Linked DNA regions of Sus scrofa: region 2 is linked to region 1. A link is a contact called in public HiChIP or PLAC-seq data. All regions are on one chromosome and are shown on one strand. Each heading gives the region's core, a stretch centred on a gene start, on an enhancer-like site or on the middle of the called end of the contact. The rest is flanking DNA. Distances are from core to core; before and after follow the strand shown.

Region 1 (5,485 bases), core at 612-3,111:
TAATTAGGTCCCACTTGTTTATTTTTGTTTTTATTTTCACTACCCCAGGAGGTGAATCTGAGAAGACATTGCTGCCTTACATGTAAGAGAGTGTTCAGCCTATGTTTTCCTCTACGAGTTTTTTAGTATCTGGCCTTATATTTAAGTATTTAATCCATTTTGAATTTATTTTCATGCATGGTATTAGAAAAATTTCATTATTTTCCATGTAGCTGTCCAGTTTTCCCAGCAACACTTATTGAAAAGACTATATTTTCTCCATTATATATTCCTGCCTCCTTAGCTGTATATTAGCTGACCACAGGTGTGTGGTTTATTTCTGGGCTTTCTATCCTGTTTCACTGATATATATTTCTGTTTTTATGTGAGTACCACACTGTTTTGATGACTGTAGCTTTGTATTATCAAAGCCTGATTCCTCCCGCTCCATTTTTCTTTCTCAGGATTACTCTGGCTTCACAGAATATTTTTAATAAATATTATATCACATATATCACATCCTTGCATGAACCTCAATGTTAACATTTCAAAAATAGTATATGGGAATAATCTTTATTCTTCTTTCAGTTTCAATATACCTTATGAAAGTGATAACTCCTACCAGTAGCAATGGCTTATTAGAACAGTGGTCAAGGATCAAGGATCCCCTCACTCCTACCCCCTATTCTGATCTTCACCAATATATAACATATCATGAAGGAACCAAAATTTACTTAAATATTCCTATACTGATCACACTTATTTGTGTGATTGTTCTCTTCCATATTTATTAATTGGTACAGCTCCTTGCTGTGGACATTTTTTAATAAATCATTCCTTTTTTCTTTTTCTTTTTTTTTTTTTTTTTTTTTGGTCCTTTTTAGGGCCGCACTTGCAGCATATGGAGATTCTCAGGCTAGGGGTCCAATTGGAGCTGCTGCTGCCAGCCTACGCCATAGCTACAGCAATGCCAGATCCTTAACCCACTGAGCAAGGCCAGGGATCAAACCCACAACCTCATGGTTCCTAGTCGGATTCATTTCCACTGTGCCACAACAGGAACTCCGAAATCATTCTTTTTTTCTTTTTCTTTTGGAAGTATAGTACTCAAAATAAGTGTGTAGCTTTTATTATACTATGCAAGATCACTGCCCAGAAAGGCTAGAACAATAGAGAGCCACTAACAAAGCACTTAATGTCTAGGTGGGCCTTTAGCCCAATAGGCTGGACTGGTTACAGTTATTTCTGCTAACTCAAGTTGTTGACATTTCCATTTTCTCAATTATTTTCAAAGTCATGTGATGTTTCACTGATTCTATTTCCTTCTACATAAACCACCAAGTATCTTTTAACAATTAGAAGTAACCTTTTTTTTTACAGCCATATCTACAGCATATGGAAGTTCTCAGGCCAGGGGATAAACTGCAGCTGCAGGGCTATGCCACAGCCATGTCAACCCCAGATCCAAGCCTCATCTGCCACCTATATCACAGCTTATAGCAACACCAGATCCTTAACCCACCAAGAAAGGCCAAGGATAAAACCCACATCACAGACCCTATGTCAGGTTCTTAACCAATAAACCACAACAGGAACTGAAAAAGTAAATTTTTATGTGACATAAGAGGAGATTCTGGAGACTTGGGACATGGTAGGGCTTACGTGCTCTGACTGCCAGGGGTAGAGTCCTAACCATCGCACCCAGGTCCTGAGAAGAAAGGGATGGAATAAGGGGAATTCTATGCCACACCAACCTGACCTTTTGCACAGAAAGCCACAGACCTCCACTTAAGAAAGGGAAATTTCCTCAACCTTTGTGCCAGTTCCCAAACCACAGATACAGCTAGTCATCTGCATGAGCCAGGATTTTCAAAGGCCTTTCAAACATGTCTCACAGCTCTCAAATTAATCTGACCACCCCCAATTTGCAAAGAAAGGAGCTGAGTCACAGAGGGTTTGGCTGACTGATTTGAGGGCCAAGAGGGTCTGGGCCATTGGCGCGAGAACTGGAGGCAAGAGGCAAAGCTTCTGAATTCCTGTCCCAGGCTAGAGGAAAAGAGGCCACTCTGCTTCTTTACTGTATCCATCAAGGAACAGACAACCAATTGTGATTTCCTCAATGCCCACAAAAGAGCAATGTGCTGCTTTGCCAACAGTGTGACCTGAATAAACTGGCTTTGTGCTGAGAGTCTGCTGAGCCCAGTTCTCTTCCCCAAGACAAGCAAAGTCCCTGCTTGCTCCCCAGCCATGTCATCTGCAAGCTGAATCTCAGAGGCAGTGGGAAGACTTCTCAGGCAGCTACAGATGCTTAGGGTATAGAGAGAGAGTCTTGCCTTCCATTTTCTGGAAGAATAAAATGAAAAATGCGTAATATATAAAAGTCAAGTTTTTTAGAAAAAAAAAAAGTAAATTAATCCCAATTTCTGAGTTAGACATTCAGATTCATTGATTCTCCAAAGGCTTACAGACAGTATCAAAACACTCTGTTGATGTAGTTGAACTCTCCCTCCCCACAAGTTGCTTAGCCAGCTTTTTGGCCAATATCCATGTAGGTTGTAGAATCACATTGTTGGTACCCAACAGTACTGTCGTTTGGTAATGAATGAATATTTTCTGAAAAAAGTCTGGGACTCTAAAAACCAGTTTTTCAATGGTCTGACTTCTCTATTTTGATTTTTTTATTAAAGTATAGTTGACTTAAAATGTTGTGACAATTTCTGCTGTAAAGTGACACCGTCATACACACATATACACTCCCTTTCTTATATTATCTTCCATCATGGTTCATCCCAAGAGACTGGATATAGTTCCCTGTGCTGTACAGTAGGACCTCTTTGCTAATCCATTCTAAATGTCGTAGTTTGCATCTACTAACCCCAAACTCCCAGTCTACCCCACTCCCTGACCCACTGTCTGCCTTGGCAACCTGACTTCTATATTTTGTAACATCTAGAAATGAGAGAAGAAGAGATCTGTCTGCTTCCAAATTAGCCCTTTCCACCTCATTGCAAGGCAATTCAGATGCTCCTTAAAGAGCTAGTCTCTTCTCCCATACAAATCCAAATGAGATTCTATTGTCTGGGTTTTATTTCATTTTCTGGCTATAACTGAAGAGATATATTTATTTTTAATGTTTTATTAAACAAAATGAAATAAGCAAAAAGTTTCTTTGATGTTGTCAAACTGATTAAATTTTCTTTTTTATTAAGATTTTTATTTTTTATTAGAGTTGATTTACAATGTTCTGTTGATTTCTGCTATACAGCAAAGTGACCCAGTCATACATACATACGTATATATGTATGTATGTATGTATGTATGTATGTATATGCGCACACACACATTCTTTTTTTCACATCCTCCATCATGCCCTATCACAAGTGACTAGATATAGTTGCCTGTGCTATATAGCAGGATCTCACTGCTTACCCACTCCAAATGCAATAGATGGCATCTCCTAACTTCAAACTCCCAGTCCATCCCATCTTCCCCCATGGCAATCACAAGTCTATTCCCCAAGTCCATCAGTTAATTGTTTTTTCTGTAGATAGGTACATTTGTGCCACATATTAGATACCAGATATAAGTGACATACGGTATTTGTCTTTCTCTTTTCTGACTTACTTCATTAAGTATGAGAGTCTCCAGTTCCATCCATGTTGCTGCAAATGGCATTATTTTGTTCTTTTTTATGGCTGAGTACTATTCCATCATGTAGATATACCACTCTTCTTAATCCATTCATCTGTCAATGAACATTTATATTGTTTCCATGTCTTGGCTATTGTGAATAGTGCTGCAATGAATATATGTAGGGGTGCATGTATCTTTTTCAAGGAAAGTTTTGTCTGGATATATGCCCAAGAGTGGGATTGCTGGGTCATATGGTAGTTCTATGTTTAGTTTTCTGAGGTACCTCCATACTGTTTCCCATAGTGGTTATGCCAATTTACATTCCCAACAACAGTGTAGGAGGGTTCCCTTTGTCTACACCATTTCCAGCATGTGTTATTTGTTGACTTGTTAATGATGGCCATATGAGGTGGTACCTCATTGTAGTTTTGATTTGCATTTCTCTAGTAATTAATAATGTTGAGAATTTTTCACATGCCTATTGGACACCTGTACATCTTCTTTGGAGAATTGTCTATTCAGATCTTCTGATCATTTTTCAATTGGTTTACTGGGTTTTTGGCTGTTGAGATGTATAAATTATTTGTATATTTTAGAGATTAAGCCCTCGTAGATTACATTATTTGAAACAATTTTCTCCCATTCCATAGGTTGTCTTTTTTTTTTAATGGTTTCCTTTGTGGTGCAAAAGCTTGTAAGTTTGATTAGGCCCCATTGGTTTATTTTTGTTTTTATTTCTGTTGCCTTAGGAGACTCACCTAAGAAAACATTTGTACAGTTGATGTCAGAGAATGTTTTGCCTATGTTCTTTTCTATGAGTTTGATGGTGTCTTTTGTTATATTTAAGTCTTTAAGACATTTTGAGTTTATTTTTGTGCATGGTGTGAGGGTGTGTTCTAGTTTAATTGATTTACATGCAGCTGTCCAGTTTTCCCAGCACCACTTGCTGAAGAGTCTCTTTCCCATTTCATATTCTTGCCTCCTTTGTCCAAGATCACCTAGGACAAACCCATAGGTGTCTGGGTTTATTTCTGGGTTCTCTGTTATGTTCCATTGGCCTGTCTGTTTTGGTACCAGTACCACACTGTCTTGATTACTGCAGTTTTGCAATATCGTCTGAAGTCTGAGAGAGTTATGCTTCCTGCTTGTTTTTTTTTTCCCCCTCAGGATTGCTTTGGCAATTCTAGGTCTTTTACAGTTCTATATAGATCAGAGAGGAAATCAATAAAATAGAAATTCAAAACAATAATAGAAAGAAAATCAATAAAAGAGTTGGTTCTTTGAAAGGGTAAAACAAAACTGACAAACCTCTGGCCAGATACACCAAGAAGAGGAAAGAAAGAACTCAAATAAACAAAATAAGAAATGAAAAAGGAGAAATTTCAATGGATACTGAAGAAATATAAAAAATTCATGAGTGAATACTATGAATAATTATATGCCAACAAATCTGACAACCTATAAGAAACTGACAACTTTCTAGAGACATACAGGCTGCCAAAACTGAGTCAAGAAGAAATAGATCAATTGAACAGACAGATCACTACAAATGAAATTGAATATGTCATAAAAAACACTTCATACAAACAAAAATCCAAGAGCAGATGGCTTCACAAGTGAATTCTACCAAACATACAAAGAATTTATATCCATCCTTCTTAAACTTTTCCAAAAGGTTGAAGAAGAAGGAATACTCCCAAAGACATTCTATGAAGCTGCTATCCATCCTAATACCAAAACCAAAGATACTACCAAAAAAGAAAATTATAGGCCAGTATCTCTGATGAATACAAAGGCAAAAATTCTCAACAAAATTTTAGCTAACCAAATCCAACAACATATATATTAAAAAAAAAAAAACACAACAAGTTGA
Region 2 (4,884 bases), core at 2,043-4,542, 230 kb before region 1:
CCTAACCAAAGGACAAGCTTTGGCACAGCAAAGGAAACCAAAAAGAAAACAAAAAGACAACTTACAGAATGGGAGAAAATAGTTTCAAATGATGCAACTGACAAGGGCTTAATCTCTAGAACATTCAAGCAACTTGAACAACTCAACAGCAAAAAAGCCAACAACCCAATTGAAAAATAGGCAAAAGACCTCAATAGACATTTCTCCAAGGAAGATATGCAGATGGCCAACAAGCACTTGAAACAACGCTCAACATCCCTAATTAGTAGAGAAATGCAAATCAAAACTACCATGAGATACCACCTCACACTAGTCAGAATGGTCATCATTAATAAGTCCACAGGTAACAAGTGCTGGAAGGAGTGTGGAGAAAAGAGAACCCTCCTGCACTGTTGGTGGGAATGTAAGGTGGTACAACCGCTATGGAGAACAGTATGGAGGTACCTTAGAAAACTATACATAGAACTACCACATGATCCAGCAATCCCACTCTTGGGCATATATCCACACAAAACTTTCCTTGAAAAAGACACATGCACCTGCATGTTCACTTCAGCTCTAGTCATAATAGCCAAGACATGGAAACAACCCAAATGTCTATCAACACACACACACACACACACACACACACACACACACACACACACACACAAGATAGAATACTACTCAGCCATAAAAAAGAATGAAATAATGCCATTTGCAGCAACATGGATGGAACTAGAGACTCTCATCCTGAGTGAAGTAAGTCAGAAAGAGAAAGACAAATACCATGTGATATCACTCATATCTGGAATATAATATAAGGTACAAATGAACTTTTCCACAGAAAAGAAAATCATAGACTTGGAGAACAGACTTGTGGTTGCCTGGGGGGAGGGGGAGGGAGGGGGATGGATTGGGAGTTTGGGGTTAATGAATGCTAACTATTGCTTTTGGAATGGATTATCAATGAGACCCTGCTGTGTAGCACTGAGAACTATGTCTAGTTAGTTATGACGGAACATGGTAATGGGAGAAAAAAGAATGTATACACGTATGTATAACTGGGTCACCATGCTGTACAGTGGGAAAAAAATATCGTGTTGGGGAAATAACAATAAAAAAAAATTCAAGAATCCTTTGGCTATAGATCAAAGATGCCAGTTCGAGTAATATTAAAATGAGGAAAAATTAAAACGCATTTCATGTCCTTGCTAAAGAACCAAAAAATGACTGCAAGTATTAAGACATCATAGACAAGTATTACAGGGCTCTGCTCTCTCATGCTGGGCACAAACCTCAGAGGTGTTTGGATTTCGTCTGTAGATGTCTATTTACAGACTCATTAGGGAAGATGGCTTTTAACAGGCTTTGCATCCTAGGTATGAAAAATTATTATTCAGCCAGTAACTTCCAAGCTTCAAATAATTAGCTATTCTTCCCTCATCTGGATATTGTCTTTTTGTCCTTTAGAATAAAACAACAACGTGACTGAACAGACATCCAAAGGCCATTTAATTACTGAGTATTGGAGCAGGAAGGGACTTCAAAAACTGCTTAGCCAACCCACTGTTTATAAGAAGGAAACTAAGACCCAGGAAAGTATCAATATCCTTTTGAAGGTCATGAGAAGGTAGGACTTGGGAGAAAGTTCCTATTATTCTTACTACATCAGCCATTTAGCAGGCAGCAGTGCAAAGGGCACTTACTGCAAGAAACGCCTGTCCTTGCCCAGAGACATCCCTGGCTGAGTCTGTCTATGAACTGAGCTATATCCCTCAACTTTTCTCTTTGACTCTGTGCCTTTGCACAGAAAGAGCCAGCAATCTGTTTTATCCCAGGAAAACCATCTGGAAGGGTTCCCCAGCAGCCCGCAGAGACGCACAAAGGCTTCCCAGGTGAGCCTGCCTGATCATCAGTCCTATCAGATCCTAGGGTGAGAGGGCAGGCCGGGTGGTGATTCTGTCATGAAATGTGCTAGGAAAGAACTAATATATTAGCCTATCAATGCCTTAAAATAGGCTGCCTGACTTTGTTGGACCTGGGCTATCTCCAGCTAGTTTGATCACTATTTCCATCCCCTTTATTTGTCTTTCTATATACTTATTATTAACATACAGAGTTATATTCTGTGGTATGCACCTCATGAATGTCTTCTGCCTACCTTGGTGGCTTCATTCAGCTTTCCCAATACAGATGGTGCTCTGCTTATGCTTACAGGTAAGCAGAGCTTCATTGCTGGAGGTGTTCTCTCATCACTCCTTGTATAGAATCCAGAATATCAGTTACTAAGACCCATGAAAAGTCATTGATGCTTGTTAGGAGTTGTGCTGTTAAGTTTCCTCCATAGGCTTTGGCAGGATAAAAACATCAGTTCCTTATTTCTATCACCCCCGCTAAAAAATAAAATTGCCACAAATGCTACACCAACATTTTTGTGTTTTCAGGCAACAAATACACATTTTTCACAGTGTAACATATATCATATCAAATATAATTCAACTGATCCTTACAAATATCAGTATTCTAGGTAAAGTGAAATCTCTTTTTCACTAACTCCTTCCTGAAGCCCAGTTCATTCATTCATATAAGCAAAAGTGAGTAGATTTAAAGAAAAACATCAAATCAATAAATACCAGTGCAAGTGATTTTAGATGCTGCAAAAATTGTGCAGTTGGAGCACAAGCGACTGAAGGTAGGAAAATACTCTCCCTGCTTCCCAAAAGCCTACAGCAAACTTTTTGATTTTTCTCTTGCTATTATTAGATTCACATATGACTAGGTAGTGAGTTGTTCAAAAAGCCAGAGTTACTGATGATTTTTATTTCTATATTATATTTGGAAATTCCTGCCCCTGTCTAAATACCTTCCTGATGATAACAGTATCCTATCAATAACCAATATGTGAGTTCAGTCCTCTTTGATTCTGAAAGCTGCCCTTAATCCCTTAAAAATCTTTTTGCATGTGGGTTTGGAGAAAAACAAGCAGCAATCTTGATCACAATTTATCTCTCCAATAACCTGACAACTGTTTCAAGGATTTCTAATGACACTTGTAATTGAGTGCAAAGAGCCTCCATGATGACTGGAGGGTGTTATTCCAATTTTTCATTTGACTAAAAGACTAGAATTTTTATAAAAATCTTGATATCTGTCATTAGTATCCTGGAAGGAGCTAAAAATTTACCCTGAAGCAAGGCTGTTTCAGCTGGGTCAGCTGTGTTTAACTGAACGAGTCTCTCTAAGTATCCATCCAGCCCTCCTGTCTCATGTCCATGGTTGGGACACAAGATGTACTGATGTTGCAATGGTATTAAAAATAAAATATCTAGGGAGTTCCCCTCATGGTACAGGGGAAATGAATCTGACTGAGAACTATGAGGTTGCTGCCCTAGATCAGTGAGTTAAGGATCTGGCAATGCTGTGAGCTGTGGCGTAGGTTGCAGACTCAGCTGGGATCTGGTGTTGCTGTGGCTGTGATGTAGGCTGGAAGCTATATTGGACCCCTAGCCTAGGAACCTCAATATTCCACTGGTGTGGCCCTAAAAAGTACAAAAAAAATTTTTAAATAAAATAAATAAATAAATAAATAAAAATATCTCCCCACAAGTTTAAACATGATCAAAAGCAACACTCATGTAACATGTGGACTTTCTATCCACCACACATGTTCTGTTCTGCCAACCTATCTACCAATAGAGGAGCTGGATAGCCTGAAAAATATATTTTTAGCACAAATTACCTTATTATAAATCAGTCAACACATCAAGGGAACAAACATTTTATTCCTTCTCTTTTCTCTCTCCCCTTCCCCCTCCACCCTCTGCTCTTTTTCTAGAACAGGAGTCCACATGAGTATTTATCTTATCCTTCAAAGTTCTTGCATTTTTATATTATCTTAAAACTTGGGAAAAATTCACAACTAAAGGCTGAGCAATCTCCACCCAAATGGACTGGCAACCTTGAAAAAGATACCCTACTCCAGAAGAAAAAGAAGAGGCCACATCAAAAGGTAGGAGGGGCAGTTTTGTGATATAAACAACCTCACACCTCTGGTGTGGGAAGCTTCCCAGACTGAAAACTAACTGGTTCACAGAGACTCACCTACAGGAGTGAGAGTTCTGAGCCCCACATCAAACCCTCACGTGCAGGGACCTGGAACTGGGAGAAAGAGCCCCTGGAGCATCTGGCATTGAAGGCCAGTGGGGCTTGTGTGAAGGAGCTCCACAGGACTGGGGGAAATGGAGACCCCATTCTTAAAAGGCACACACAGATTTGCACGTGCACTGGGTCCCAGGGCAGAGCGAGGTCTCCATAGGAATCTGGGTCAAACCTAACTACAGTTCTTGGAGGACATCCTGGGAAAAAAAGGGTGAATGTGGTTTGTTGTGAGGGACAGACATTGAAAGCAAAGCTCTGGAGAATATTCAGCAGCTAGCCTATCTCTGGAGGTGGCCATTTTGGGAAAATCTGACCCCACCCATCAATCAGTGCTGAGAAGCCCCAGGGCAAACAACAATCCAGGTGGGATCACAGCCCCACCCCTCAGTAAACAGGCTACCTAAAGACCCCCTCAGGCACACAGCTGCATCTAATCCCATCCAGAGACTAAGCCCCACCCACCAGAGGGATTAGAATCAGTTCCACCTTACAGCCGGCAGGCATCAGCCCCCCCCCAATCAGGAAGCCTACAGCGAACCCCCATACTGACTTCAGCTACAAGGGGGGCAGACATCAGATGTAAGAGAGGCTACAACTCTATTATCTGTAAAAAGGTCAACACACCAAAAACCTATAAAAATGAAAAGACAGAGAACTATAACTCAGATGAGGGAAAAAGGAAAAACCCCAAAAAATCAGCTAAGTGATGAGGAGATTCTCAGCATCCAGGAAAAAGACTTTAGA

What was found. HiChIP or PLAC-seq counts read pairs in DNA pulled down with a chosen protein or histone mark.
Region 2: a contact with region 1 is called in an H3K27ac HiChIP or PLAC-seq map of alveolar macrophages. The contact joins two enhancer-like sites. A contact is called at or near these places in 1 of 47 Hi-C or Micro-C datasets (embryonic fibroblasts) and 1 of 2 datasets of contacts at active chromatin or transcription factors (alveolar macrophages).

Annotation. Positions count from the first base shown.
Region 1 is chr16:45,692,562-45,698,046 of Sscrofa11.1, reverse strand. No RefSeq gene overlaps it. Among named protein-coding and RNA genes, the nearest start is that of CD180, 110 kb to the right of the region's middle. Within about 2 kb of position 1,861, at least 10 of the 83 cell types and tissues checked have an H3K27ac peak or open chromatin away from gene starts, as enhancers often do. A contact at or near this core is called in alveolar macrophages, where this site is marked.
Region 2 is chr16:45,929,394-45,934,277 of Sscrofa11.1, reverse strand. No RefSeq gene overlaps it. Among named protein-coding and RNA genes, the nearest start is that of CD180, 340 kb to the right of the region's middle. Within about 2 kb of position 3,292, at least 1 of the 83 cell types and tissues checked has an H3K27ac peak or open chromatin away from gene starts, as enhancers often do. A contact at or near this core is called in alveolar macrophages, where this site is marked.